Linked DNA regions of Gossypium arboreum: region 2 is linked to region 1. A link is a contact called in public Hi-C data. All regions are on one chromosome and are shown on one strand. Each heading gives the region's core, a stretch centred on a gene start, on an enhancer-like site or on the middle of the called end of the contact. The rest is flanking DNA. Distances are from core to core; before and after follow the strand shown.

Evidence for each region. A called contact is a pair of places that touch in the nucleus more often than the background predicts.
Region 2: a contact with region 1 is called in a Hi-C map of leaf, with 5 times the contacts expected there. The contact joins the promoter of LOC108460952 here to the promoter of LOC108474163 in region 1. A contact is called at or near these places in 2 of 5 Hi-C or Micro-C datasets (both in leaf).

Annotation. Positions count from the first base shown.
Region 1 is chr3:121,467,020-121,473,451 of ASM2569848v2, reverse strand. It overlaps LOC108474163, which reads left to right and starts at 4,146. Exons shown (of 8, transcript XM_017776083.2): 1 at 4,146-4,607; 2 at 4,702-4,842; 3 at 4,939-5,166; 4 at 5,879-6,086. The coding sequence starts at 4,288.
Region 2 is chr3:122,105,740-122,112,062 of ASM2569848v2, reverse strand. It overlaps LOC108460952 (protein DOWNSTREAM OF FLC-like), which reads left to right and starts at 1,927. Exons shown (of 2, transcript XM_017760670.2): 1 at 1,927-2,267; 2 at 2,739-3,234. The coding sequence starts at 2,114. The coding sequence ends at 3,070. It also overlaps the pseudogene LOC108460951.

The DNA of each region.
Region 1 (6,432 bases), core at 2,897-5,396:
ATCCAAAACACTCATTCAAACTGTGAGCATTACACGACCATTTTAACATGTGGAGACCTCTATGCCTCTGAGAGTACAAGTGATACCAATCTAATGCTTGACCTTCTAGATGTAACATCACCGTGCGCACTTTATCCATTTCAGAGATGCCTTCTACTATGAAGTACTGCTCTAACTTGGACCACCATCCCTAATAATCTGAACCATAGAATCGAGGACACTCAAGCCTGTAAGAGTGTTTTTGAACCAGACTAAATCTAGTATGTGCGAGCTTGGCGGATGAGAGGGATCATCCATGGCATCCTTTGGTGGAAACCCTGATTGAGGCAGCTAGATATCTAGAGACTGTGGAGTGTCCCAAAAACTACTCCAGAAAGGAGTGTAATTCCCAACGCAGCCATCCTTAAATCCTTGCAACTTGGCATCCCAGTTCCCTTCTAGCTGGGATATTTCCCCTTGCATTTTTACCATCTTCTACTGCAACATCGTCACGTCCTTCTATCCATAAGTGGTAACCCCATCCCTTGCCATAAGAATGATAATACTTTGATACCCTTCATAGGAAACAAACTAGAAATCCAAAATATTAAAGAAAAATAAGGAAAAAAAAAAGAAAAAAAAGAGTAAGCAGAGAGAGAATACTATAGCAGTTATTGTATATTCTTCATATTCTTCCATCCCCTTACATGCGTAAATATAGGGAAAATAATAATAGCAAAATAACAGAAAGAATAACAAATTGTACTATAAGATTGCCATGCACAAAATGCGTCGTTTTAATAATTAGATGTGCACCGTTTTAACTAATCCTCTTCGGCCCAACTGTCTCAACCCAACTGGTTCATGATTTGGTCCATAACAAACCTAGAAAGCAATAGAAACACAAACCCATATATCAATAAAAATGCAAACTCACAAATCAATAGAAACGCAAAATCACAAACCTTGAAGACGAGGAATTTCGGTGGTTCAGTGGCCAATCCCAATGGTGAATAGGCGAAGAAGGAGAAGATCAAGAGCATAAGGCAAACCAAATTCGATCCAACAATGGATATTAGGGATCGGATGAGAGAAAAAATGAATTTCAATATTCAATTTAAGCATTTGGACTTGATTTTTCGGGAATCAAAACACACAAAGGTAAAGAGAGGCTTTGGGTTGTCATTTGGAGGTGCTCGTGTCGGAAACGACACTGGAGTGGTATTGGCGGAAAGGGTTCAAAAGAAAGTTTGAGAGAATAAAAATCTCAGTTTTTACTTTTTGAGGTTAAGTAATTAAATGGACATAATTGTTTAGTAATGAAATAAAAAGAAAAGAAAAAGTTAGCACATTTTAGGTCCCTTAATTGCCTTATTAAGTGACATTTTTGTTTGGTAATTAAATGAAAATAAAAGGAATAATTTTTTTTAAAAAAAAAGTATAATTGTTTGTAGGTCCCTTATTTTGACCATTTACTTTTTTCCTAATAAATAGTGCTACGTGGTACTTCTTGATTGGTCCACTGTCAATTTGTGTCAGGAGTTAACACTGTTTGAGCGTGATAGATGGAATAAAAGTACACGTACTACATTAGACAAATTGAAATCATATGTACCACATTAATTTTTTTGTTAAAGTACAAGGAGATTTGTTGCCATTATCCCTTATAGGTTTGAAACTTACAAGGTTAGTACCGTAACGATAGAATTATCCATTGTCTATTCTCAACCTTTCAATAGAAGGATAAATGCGCTTCAACACGCTCAATCCCAAGTCCTCCTGCATAGATAACAATAACAATGTCAATGCTAACCGAGTTAGGACTTAGTCGACATGTATCATTTTTATTCTATATTAGTATGAATATATATTGATGGATTTTGTTGTATTATTTTAAATTTATTGATAATTTTAAAATATTTTATATAGATATTTATAAATTAATTTATAATTTATAATTAAATATATATTAATATTACATGTAAATTTATCTCAATTACATTCATAAAAATATCTTTGCATACAAATAGAAATTTTAAAATGATTTATTAAATTAAATAATTTAATTTGATAATTTTTTTATTTTTAATGTTTTTAAATAAAATTAACGCAGTTAAAAATTATCATGTACCTTAAATTTTATTTTATTTTATTTTGTATATTTTACTATATATTAAACACTTGTCATCACTCTAATTTAATATTGAAATGAAATACGTGAAAGTGGCCCCACACACTTAAATTAGCGGCTGAGATTGCAAGAAAATAGGAATTCTCTAAAAATTTTAATAATTTTCTATATTTTTATTTTTATTTTTAGAATTATTGTTAACAAAAATTTTAAAATATTAAAAGGATATTTTAGCTATCGTTTAGGGATAAAATTAGCTAATAATCTTTGGGATTAATGTACCACAAAACTTAACAAAAACAACTAAACTATAATCATTCAATAACACTAATGACTAATATATAACTTTTAAAAGTTAAATGACTGAAACGTAATTTTAAACAAAATTTAAGAATAATTAATATAATTTACCTAAAAATAAAATTGTTAAAGATAATATTCTAACAGCTGGTAGAAGTCTAATGATCAATACGGTAGATTTGGTGGTTCCAGTGACCTCAGATTAGATACAAGTGATGTAATTAGAAATTTTTTGAAAATTAAATTATATATTTTATAATAATAAAAAATTTACTATTTTAATAATTTATATCTTTATAATTTTAATTAAATTTTATAATTTTAAAAGATTAAAATATAATAATATTATTATTAATTTAAAATTTTATAAATTATAAATGCCACTGATTCGATGTCTGACTGCATACATGCTTTAGTAGGTCGCACTATAATAGGCCTAAAAGCAGAGGATGGTATCATGTAAATGTAGTTGGGTAAGAGTACAGAAGACAAAAGCTTTGATACCATTTCAACACAGACTTTCTTTTAAATTTATTGTGAATCAGCTTAAAATCTATGCAAAAGGGTTATTTAATTTCCGGTATACGAAGCAGGGTTCTATAAGTAATTTTGCCACTTGTAAACGGAGATTTCTTCAGTGGAACTTTTTTTATGACGAATGAATTTTATGGAATTTGATGAGCGGAAAATGTGAGAGCAACTGCAGAATTGTAAGTATTATGAAACGTGTCCGTAAATGAACCGTATTGCACTGCAAATTCTGTCATAATCAATTTCCAACCAAAGAGGCGGCTCCCAAGGCAAAATTAGTAAAACAGGACGTTCTTTTTAAATTAATTATTGATTTAGACTTTTTATATTATTTAAGGATTTTGAAAATCACAAGTTAAATGATAAAAAGCGCGTCTTCCGAAAACCACAGTTCAGAAAATGTTTTTTTTATCACACACATTTTCCTTTAACATGCTTATATTTTCTACCCTCCATCCCAAGTTCGAATTTTCTCCCATATTTATTTATTATGTTTCTACTGAATAATTCAAGCATTTTTTATTTTAAAATTTTTAATTTTTATTTTTAAACTTTTAGTTAGTAAATATATTTTTAATTTTAATTAACAATTTATTTATATAGATAAAATGAAAATTATATAATTATATAATAAAATAATTATATATATATATATTATTATGTTAAATATATTTTATTTTTAAACATCAACTACTTTTTTGATATATTTTATTTATATATAATTTTATATGTCAAATATTTTTTTACACGTATATCTTAAGTATTGTAAATTTTAATATTATAAAAATAATTATTTCAAAAAATAAATATTTTCATAAAAATTATATATAAAGAAAAATATATCAAAAAATTAATTGATGTTTTTAAAAATAAAATATATTTAATATAATAATATATAGAAAAATTAGTTGATGTATTTTAAAATAAATATATTTAATATAATCATATATAAAAATTATTTCATTATATAATTACATATTTATTATTTTATCTATATAAATAAAAATAAAATAAAACTGAAAAATAAATTTAATATAACATGTTTATTAATTAAAAGCATTAATTATAAATTAAAAAAAACTCCAAGCAACGTTCATTAAAAAAACAAATAAATAAGGGAGGGGATTCGAATCTGAAACCCAAGGGTAGAAAATGTAATAATTTTAAAAAATATTCTATAAAGCTAATTTTCCTAAATAATATAAAAAACGGCTAAATTGGTAATTGTTTTTAAAAAGTTTCCTTCTTCACTAATTTGCCCGGCACCCAATTATTTTTTATCAGTCGTAGTTTTTCCTCTAGCTTTTCCAAGAAGCTTCGTTATCTCCGCCCCCCACATCATCAGCATGTCACCGTCTGCTGACGGAACCGTCAAATGCGCCTGCAGATGCTCCTCTTCGTCCCTCGAGAATGGTGGTTTCAACGATGACTCCGCCGATTATGGTCATTTAAGTTCGGTTGACGGGACTTGCTCGCATTGCGCCGGATCAAAACCTTCGTCAAATTCTTCCTCTGCTCTTGCTATTGGTACGGTTCCGTTAACGCAGTCGGAGAAGTTGCGGAGATTCATCGTCGCCTCAGCTAAAGGTTTCTCGATCGGGGCTGGCCTTAGAGGTGGATTAGCTCTCTTCTCGATTATAGCACGGTTACGGCGCAAAAAATTAAGGTAACTAATTGTTATACAAATAAATTTGACGATTTCAAAGTTCATTTGCTTTATTTATAGTTATATACTACTAAGGCAATAATTATGATTGTAGGAAAGATGAGTCGTTTTCTGATAAAGAAGCGATTGTTGTGGTGATGAAAGAGACTATTAGATACGGTCTTTTCCTTGGTACTTTTGCGGGTACATTTGTTTCTGTAGATGAAATTATTGTTGCTGTCGGGGGACATAGCAGGCAATGATCTTCTTAATCTTAATTTTCCTCATTCAAACAAAGGAACTTATTATTAACTTGCGTTTGATTTATTTGAATTATTGAATTTCTTTTCAGGACTACAAAGTGGAGGGCGTTAATAGCGGGACTTGTTGCAGGTCCTTCCATGCTTCTTACTGGACCTAATAAACAACATAAGAGTTTGGCCATATACATATTCATGCGCGCTGCCGTATTGGCTTCGCGCTGCGGAATGAAGAGTAAACGATTTGGGAAGCTTTGTAAACCTCTTACATGGAAGCATGGTGACATATTCCTTATGTGTCTCTCTTCTTCGCAAATTTTGTAGGTTCCTTTTGTTAAGTTGTCTTGGTTGTTGGCTTAGTTTTTTGCTATTAATTAAACTTTATTGCAATTCTTCGTAATGAATCTCAGTCATTATTGAATTTACCACATGGACTAAAGGACCAAGTCTACTGGGATTCCCGTCTTCTGGATCAAGTTACCAATCTCTAAACTATCCTGTTTGGAAGATTTAAGAGAAAAAAAAGTGTTGTAGTGTATAATTTTGGAGGCATTCTGAAAATTATCTGACTATATTAGAATTGATTCATGACTGGAAAGTCTGATCAGCATGCCTAGGAACTTTGTTGTTCATTTTTCTGCGCCTTTTTTATCATTCAACCTGTTAAAGTTGGCAATCAAAATTGAAAATGTTCGTCTTTTCATCTCCAGTTTTTAAAGTTCATTGAATCTTAGGCTTCATAGCATGAACTTAGATACTTATCTCTAAAAAAGATGGTCAGAGCGTAAATATGTGAAAAGAAAGTGGGAAAATGTTTGCTTGAATGAATGTAAGTGCTAATTAAATGTTTTTGGGCATCATTTAAAAAGGGGCTGCATGGAACTGTGTGGCTTTACAAGTTGTACAAGTAATAGCATCCAAAAACACTATCTCGGGAAATTTTTTTCTGTAATTTTCCTAAGAAGATGATGACTGTACATTTATTATTTTTCGAAAGTGTAATCTTTTAAGTGGAAGCATTTATGTTTTCAGGTCCTCTTACCTTTTGAAGCCAGAGAGTTTTCCCCCTTCGTATAGGTCATTTCTCAATAAACATGTTGGAAAGGATCAGGTCATCCTGCAAGGCGTTAAAGAGCATGCAAGTGCCCTTCCATACACTAATTTGGAAGCAATAGAGAAATTTTTTAAGGCAAAAGGAGCAGACGTTAAATTAGATCCAAATATGAAAATCCCATGTTCAGTATGATCCTTCTTTCTCCTTTTCTGTTGTTCTGCCGAGTAGCAATAATGTCTATACTTTGTTCATAGTGTACAGCACTCTACCAATAGGCTATATGGTTATTGGCAGTATGCACTCTTGTTTAATTGCATTTCTTTCTTCCTTTGGAACAAAAACAATAATAACAAATCATTTTCCCTCTACGTAGCATCCATGTTATTAACAAGGCTTCGCTGTTGTGCTTTAATTATTTAGGACCTTATCTTGAGTAAGATCATTAAAGGCTAGTGCTTCAATTTCCATCCCTGACAGTTTGTCTTTATGAACATCAAGTTAGATGCCTGTTAAAAAGAATAATTTGTAAGAA
Region 2 (6,323 bases), core at 678-3,177, 640 kb before region 1:
TAATTAAACATAATTAATTAATTAAATCTTAATTAATTAGGATTTAATCACAATTAGCAAAGTTAGTGGATTCTAGCTATCCGCCACCACTATTTGGAGTAATTTGAAGGGTCCATTTGTTCAAGTGGTCCTTGGATTAATTAGAAAGAAATTAACTTTGATCACTTTTACAAATTAGTCATTGTATCTTAATTAATTATCCATCTAACAAAATTAAGGGACCAAAATTCAGTTAACCTTTATTCTAACCTCGTAAATATTAAATAACAATATTTACAAGCTCGAACATCAGAAATGGGTTCCAAAATAACCGTTTTTCAACACCACTGAAAAACATACTATTACATAATACCTTCATCTATGATTGTAAGTATTGACATAGGGGTCATATCTCCATTTTGGCCAATCGAGAAATCCTACAATTGTATTGGCATTTTTGTTTGCATCTTTAAGAAGTATAGGGCATGAATCAATTTGGTGGCCATAATTAGCGCATATACCACATGCTGTAACATGTTGACTATTTCCTAAAACTAATTGTTCAACGAGTGAAATTAGCTTATCAAGATGACTTTCAATAGAAGATGAATTTACCTCATTTGCTCTACTTGGAATTATCGTTTGAATCCTCCAACTATATTGAGATGTTCTTTTGTATCTGCAAGAAGTATAAGACATGTATATGTTTTGTGGTCATAATTCAATACAACAAATTTGCTCATTAATGGCATTTAAAAATTGTCGTTGAAAATTACATTTATATCATCATGGCATTCGTCACGTTAAGTGTGTCATTAAAAGTTAAAAGAGACGTATTTTTATTCATAACATATTATTAAGAATATGATAACAACAAAATATAATGTCATAATATAATTCGTATACGGTGACAACTAGTTGAGTCACGTAATGATATAAGATTTTGTATTTGATCATTTTATTGTCACCAATAATAAAATAATGTGCAATGTATAGGTGATTAAAGCGATATCCAAGAGAATTAATGATGTATTATATCGTCACTTAATATAATAAAATAATAAAATTTATAAACACCAAATTTCATTGGGATCAAAATTAATATTTTATGATAAATATATTTGAATTAATACTAAACTAAACATTTCAATTTGGTATTGAAAAATTTTCAAATTCAATTTTATTTCGAATTAAATGTTAATTTGAAACATTGAGAAGTTGGGTTTCTTTTAATTTTCAGCTGCAATTGAAATTGAAGCCTAGGAATATTGAATTTTAAACTTATTTGGGTCTTATTTTCTAATGTTTTGAGACATTTTCCATTTACTTTTTATTTAGGTTTTCATAAATATATATTTAATAAAAAATTCAGAAAATTACAAAATTTTAAAAATATTTTCATATCCTCCGTAACACATTTCAATCAAATTAGTGAATTCTCCATCTATAATTAGTGAAGTATTTATTTAAGCATGTTGAAACAAGTTTATTACGAAAAGGTTTAGTTATTATATGATGAAATTGAAAAACTGAAATCTTGAGTGACCTCCTTCTCTATTTTTCTTTATTTAATTAATAAAAAATCTCACATAATTGGTACCGTTAATTATAGGATTCATGTGATGCGGCACCGTTCCCGCTTTGCTTGCTCTGCCAACCTTCTCAAACAGCCCCCCATGTGACCACCGACAACTGCCAGCTGCAATCAATTAGGACCCGTGTTCTATCCTCTACGCTCCATATCTCCACTCTGCCCTTCAACTTGCCACTAATAAATCGCCACGTCATCAAACTCATCACTCCCATTTGCCAAAACACCCTTGTTTTCCATCAAAATTACCAAATCAACACTACCGTTTTGACGTGGCATCCCAAACCAGCAGCTCATACAGCTTATCCACCACACACGAATATACTCCTCAACGCGGCTAAGCCAGTTTTCATTATTATTCTTATTCAATTTTCACTTTTATTTAATTTCCTTATCTTACCCCCACTTTATCATCATCACTGTCTCTTTAGCCTTTACCCTTTGTTTCTTTGATTTGCTTCTAAGGATTTAATCTCTAAACCTTCTTCCCATTTCTTCATTACATTGTTCAAGAACAAACAAAAAAAAGAAGCAGCAAAAAACATGGCCAAAGTTCTGTTGTTCATTGCTCTATGTGTGCTTCCAGCTTTGGTTAGTGCTACACGCATTCTGAATAACCAATTGGTGGTTGAAGGCTATGTGTACTGTGATACTTGCCGTGCTGGTTTTGAAACCCCTAAGACTAGAAGGCTAGCTGGTAAATTCCATTTCTAACATACTTTAATCTTAATCTACGTTTTGCTATGTTGGCTTTTGTGTATATGTTGGTGACATTGTTAGATCTGGTGTTCTAGGTTTTAAAGTGGTAGATCTGTGAAGTAGTTTGTAGGTTTTGATGTTACATTGAGTGACAGTGAATGAAAGGGTGTGTAAACATAAAATAATGGGAACAACCATGACATGTTGGACTGGATCAGTAGGCGGTTCAAAGATGCAAATTTTAATAGAAAGGGGGAAAATTTAAGGTTTAAGATGATAATTTTGCTCATAGATTTATAAAACCCAAAAATGTTGGTTCTTGGACATGGAACAGGATGTTGTGTATTGTTTAATGGCTTGTTGCCTGGATCTTTCGTTCCCCTTGTCTGATCTATGTGATGTTTAATATTGGTACAATTTGTCGTATTTGGTTCTGAATCTTGGTATACTGATATCATGTGCTTTGTAGATGCCATGGTTAAGCTGGTATGCTCCGACAGGAAGACCGGCGGAGTTGTTTTCGAGAAGGAGGGATATACGGACAAAACCGGAAAATACCAGATTCGTGTATCCGAGGATCACTTGGATCAGATCTGTGATGCAGTTCTTGTGAAGAGCCCCCAGCTTGGATGTGCCACAATGTCCCCCGGTCGTGAACGTGCCCGTGTTATCTTGACCAACTCTAATGGCATTTCATCCACCACCCGTTATGCCAATAGCATGGGCTTCATGGTTGACAAGGCTGAAGCTGGCTGTGCTGAGATGATGAAGATGTATCGGGAGGATGAGGAGGATGTCTAGTGTGTGGGTTTGGATTTATTTGCATATGAAATGTGATGTTGTCTGCTATTTGTTATGTGAATTGCTTCGTTATTTCTACGTTAGAGGACTTCTATAACTTATTTTTCTTTCAAATTCTATTACCAATTATATAAACCTAAGCTATGGCTTCTATCATTTAACAACTTGAATCTCTGATTCTTTGTCTTCAATGCTCAATAAATAAGACCCTTCTTCAATCACCATCGAACCATCTTTCTTGGCTGAGCTAAGATGCTCACATGGCCTCAACTCAAATTCAACTTCAGCTCTTTCCTCTGCGTTCAGGTTAACACTCTGGAATGCAACTAATTGTTTTACTGGCCTCCCATTGACCATCTTTGGTTGCCTCACAAATAGCAACATTGGATATGCTTACCGGCCATCTCGCAATGGTTTTTAACTCGAACCTTGACTGTGTACTTCATTTTTTCACAAGCTTCGGCTCCCATCTCTGAAACAGGCATGTACCTGTTAGGATTTGAGCTCTCAACCATTATATGGACCTTGTTTTGTGTTACAGGGAGAATTTCGTAAGTATAGTTCGAGTAGCTAAGACCATAACCAAATTCAAAAGCCTTCGGTCCTTGGTAAAATCTGTAGGTGCGTCCGGGATAGCTGGACGAAGGTTCAGGTCGCATTCTCATGTCCGTCATTGGCACGTTAACGTAACTTTGTGGATACCAAGTAACTGGTAACCTCCCTCCTGTATACAAATATGAAGCTTACAAACTTAAGTATGCCTTTTGTTTATCATGCAAAGAAAAGAAATGAACTCACCAGGGTTGTGATCACCAAATATAATTTCTGCTAATGCACGACCTCCGGCTTCACCTGGATAACCGGCCCATAGAATTCTTCCGATGCGTTGATCATTTTTGGCGAATGATATGTCAACCGGACCTCCCGATAGAAGCACCAAAATGACTGGATTCTTGGCAACTCTTGCGATGCTAGAAATCAGTTTTTGTTGCTTTGGTGGAAGAAGCAAGTCTACACGATCATGATCTTCACTCTCTTGTGTTTGATCTAATCCCATTACTAACACCACATGATCTGCTCCTTTTGCTATCTTCACTGATTGAGAATGCAGAAGAACAATTAACTCCATTACAACCTTGGTGAAACCTGGTGTCTTTGACATAACTTTGCAGCCCTTGCAATGGTGTAACAGGTTTGCAAGGAGGACCTGCATAGTTTCCAACAAGTGTTTTTGCAGAATTCGCATTAGGCCCTATTACTGCAAGTGAAAAGTTTTGGTTTTCGAAAGCGGAAGGAGTTTATCCGTGTTCTTCAGAAGGACAATGCCTTTTCGAGCAGCCTCAAGGGCAAGATTCCAATGCTCTTGAGAACAGACCTTATCCGAACCAATGGTTCCATAAGGCTGTGTAACTGGATTACCGTCGAAAAGCCCCAGCCTCATTCTGACTGAGAAAAGGTTATGAAGGGCTCTGTCTATTTCAGATACAGGTAATTTTCTCTTTTCAACAGCTGATTTGGTGTATTTCTTCAAATAGGTACCACAGTTGACATCCATTCCTGTAAAATTCGTTGATCAAAAGTTCATAATGATGATATTAACGTCCATCAATACAGCCTAGCTTTAGATAATAAAAAAAACTAATACCAGCTTTAAGAACATCAGCTACAGCATCCTCTGGTAGTTTACCATATCCTTGATCTTCATGAATGATGGCGACAGCATCACAGTCAGAGGTGATGTATCCATTGAAACCCCATTGGCCCCGGGCTGTTTTCGACAACAGATTGTAATCAGCACTGTTAGGGACTCCATTAACACGATTGTAAGCACATATTATCCCACTAGCTTTCCCTTGCTGTATGCAGCTCTGGAATGGAGGCTGATATGTATCTGCTAAATCCTGTAAACTGACCTGAAATACACAAAATATGGAGTTTTCCAAATTCAAAGCTTATCAAACAAACAAATTAAGTTACCAAATTTGAAGTGTACAATTTACACATACTTTTGCATTGAAGACATATCGTTTCACTCCTTTCCAGTTATCCAAATCATAAGCAGTAAAATGCTTACAACAAGCTGAAGCTTGAAGATGTTGGCCAAGTTTGCCACCTTCAAAAGAGTCCCCCTTGTATCCCTCTCACAAATGAAACTGCATATTTCCCAGAAACCAATGGATCCTCACCAGGCGTCTCTTGCCCTCTTCCCCACCTTGGATCCCTATATATATTAATGTTGGGGGCCCAAAATGTCATGCCCGTTGCTTGTCCAGCGTTGTAAATAGCGCTAGCTTCTATTCCAACCGCCTGAAAACAATAATAAACTGAAAATATGAATCTTAAAGAAGATGAAAAAAAAAGGGTCCTTGAGGACTTGCCTGAGCAATGCGACACCAAAGGTGAGCATCAAAGCAAGCAGCGGTGAGAATGACTTGGGGGAAACTGGTGGCTGATTGGATTGTTCCATTGAAACGAATACCTTGCGTGACCCTCAACGAATAGGCAACACCATGCAGCGCTTCGGACCACCATTGATAGGCAGGGATGCCAAGTCTTGGAATGGGGGAGGCTGAGTGAACGAGTTGGGATAACTTCTCGTCTAATGTGAGCCTGGAAACCAGATCTTGGACTCGTTGGGTGATGGGGAGTGTAGTTTTGCAAAAAAGGTAGGATTTGGTTCGTGGGTCGGATGTGTCGCAGGAGAACGGAGGCTGAGTCGACTCAGCTAAGATGAGCAGCAACGAAGTAAGGTGAATGAGATAAAGGACAGATAGAGTTGGGGGTTTCATGTTAGTAAAGGTGACTGAATTGTTTGAGCAGAACTGGAACGAGTGAATAGACAAGGAAGTGGTGTGTGGAAGCTTTGCTGCATCTCTTATGACTTAAGGGACCACTGTTACACTGAATGGACTTTCGGGACCTTATTCTGTTACAAGATAATATCACCAATTAATTTTTTTAATTAAGATTTTCGTTTTATTATGAATTAATATTTGTAGCTAAATTTTCTTTTTGACGATATCTAAATTTAGAAATTGTAAATTAATTTAGTAATTTTTAGGTATTTGATTATCACCGTTAGAATACGTAGACATGATATTTATGATTAATAATAGGATAGCATGTGACAATCTTACATTTTGACACATGATAAAAGTAAATATAAAAATAAAAATTATTTAAAAATTTTGCCACATATCATCATGCTATTGACTATCAATGCCATGTCAGTAAAATATTAGTTTTGTTAATA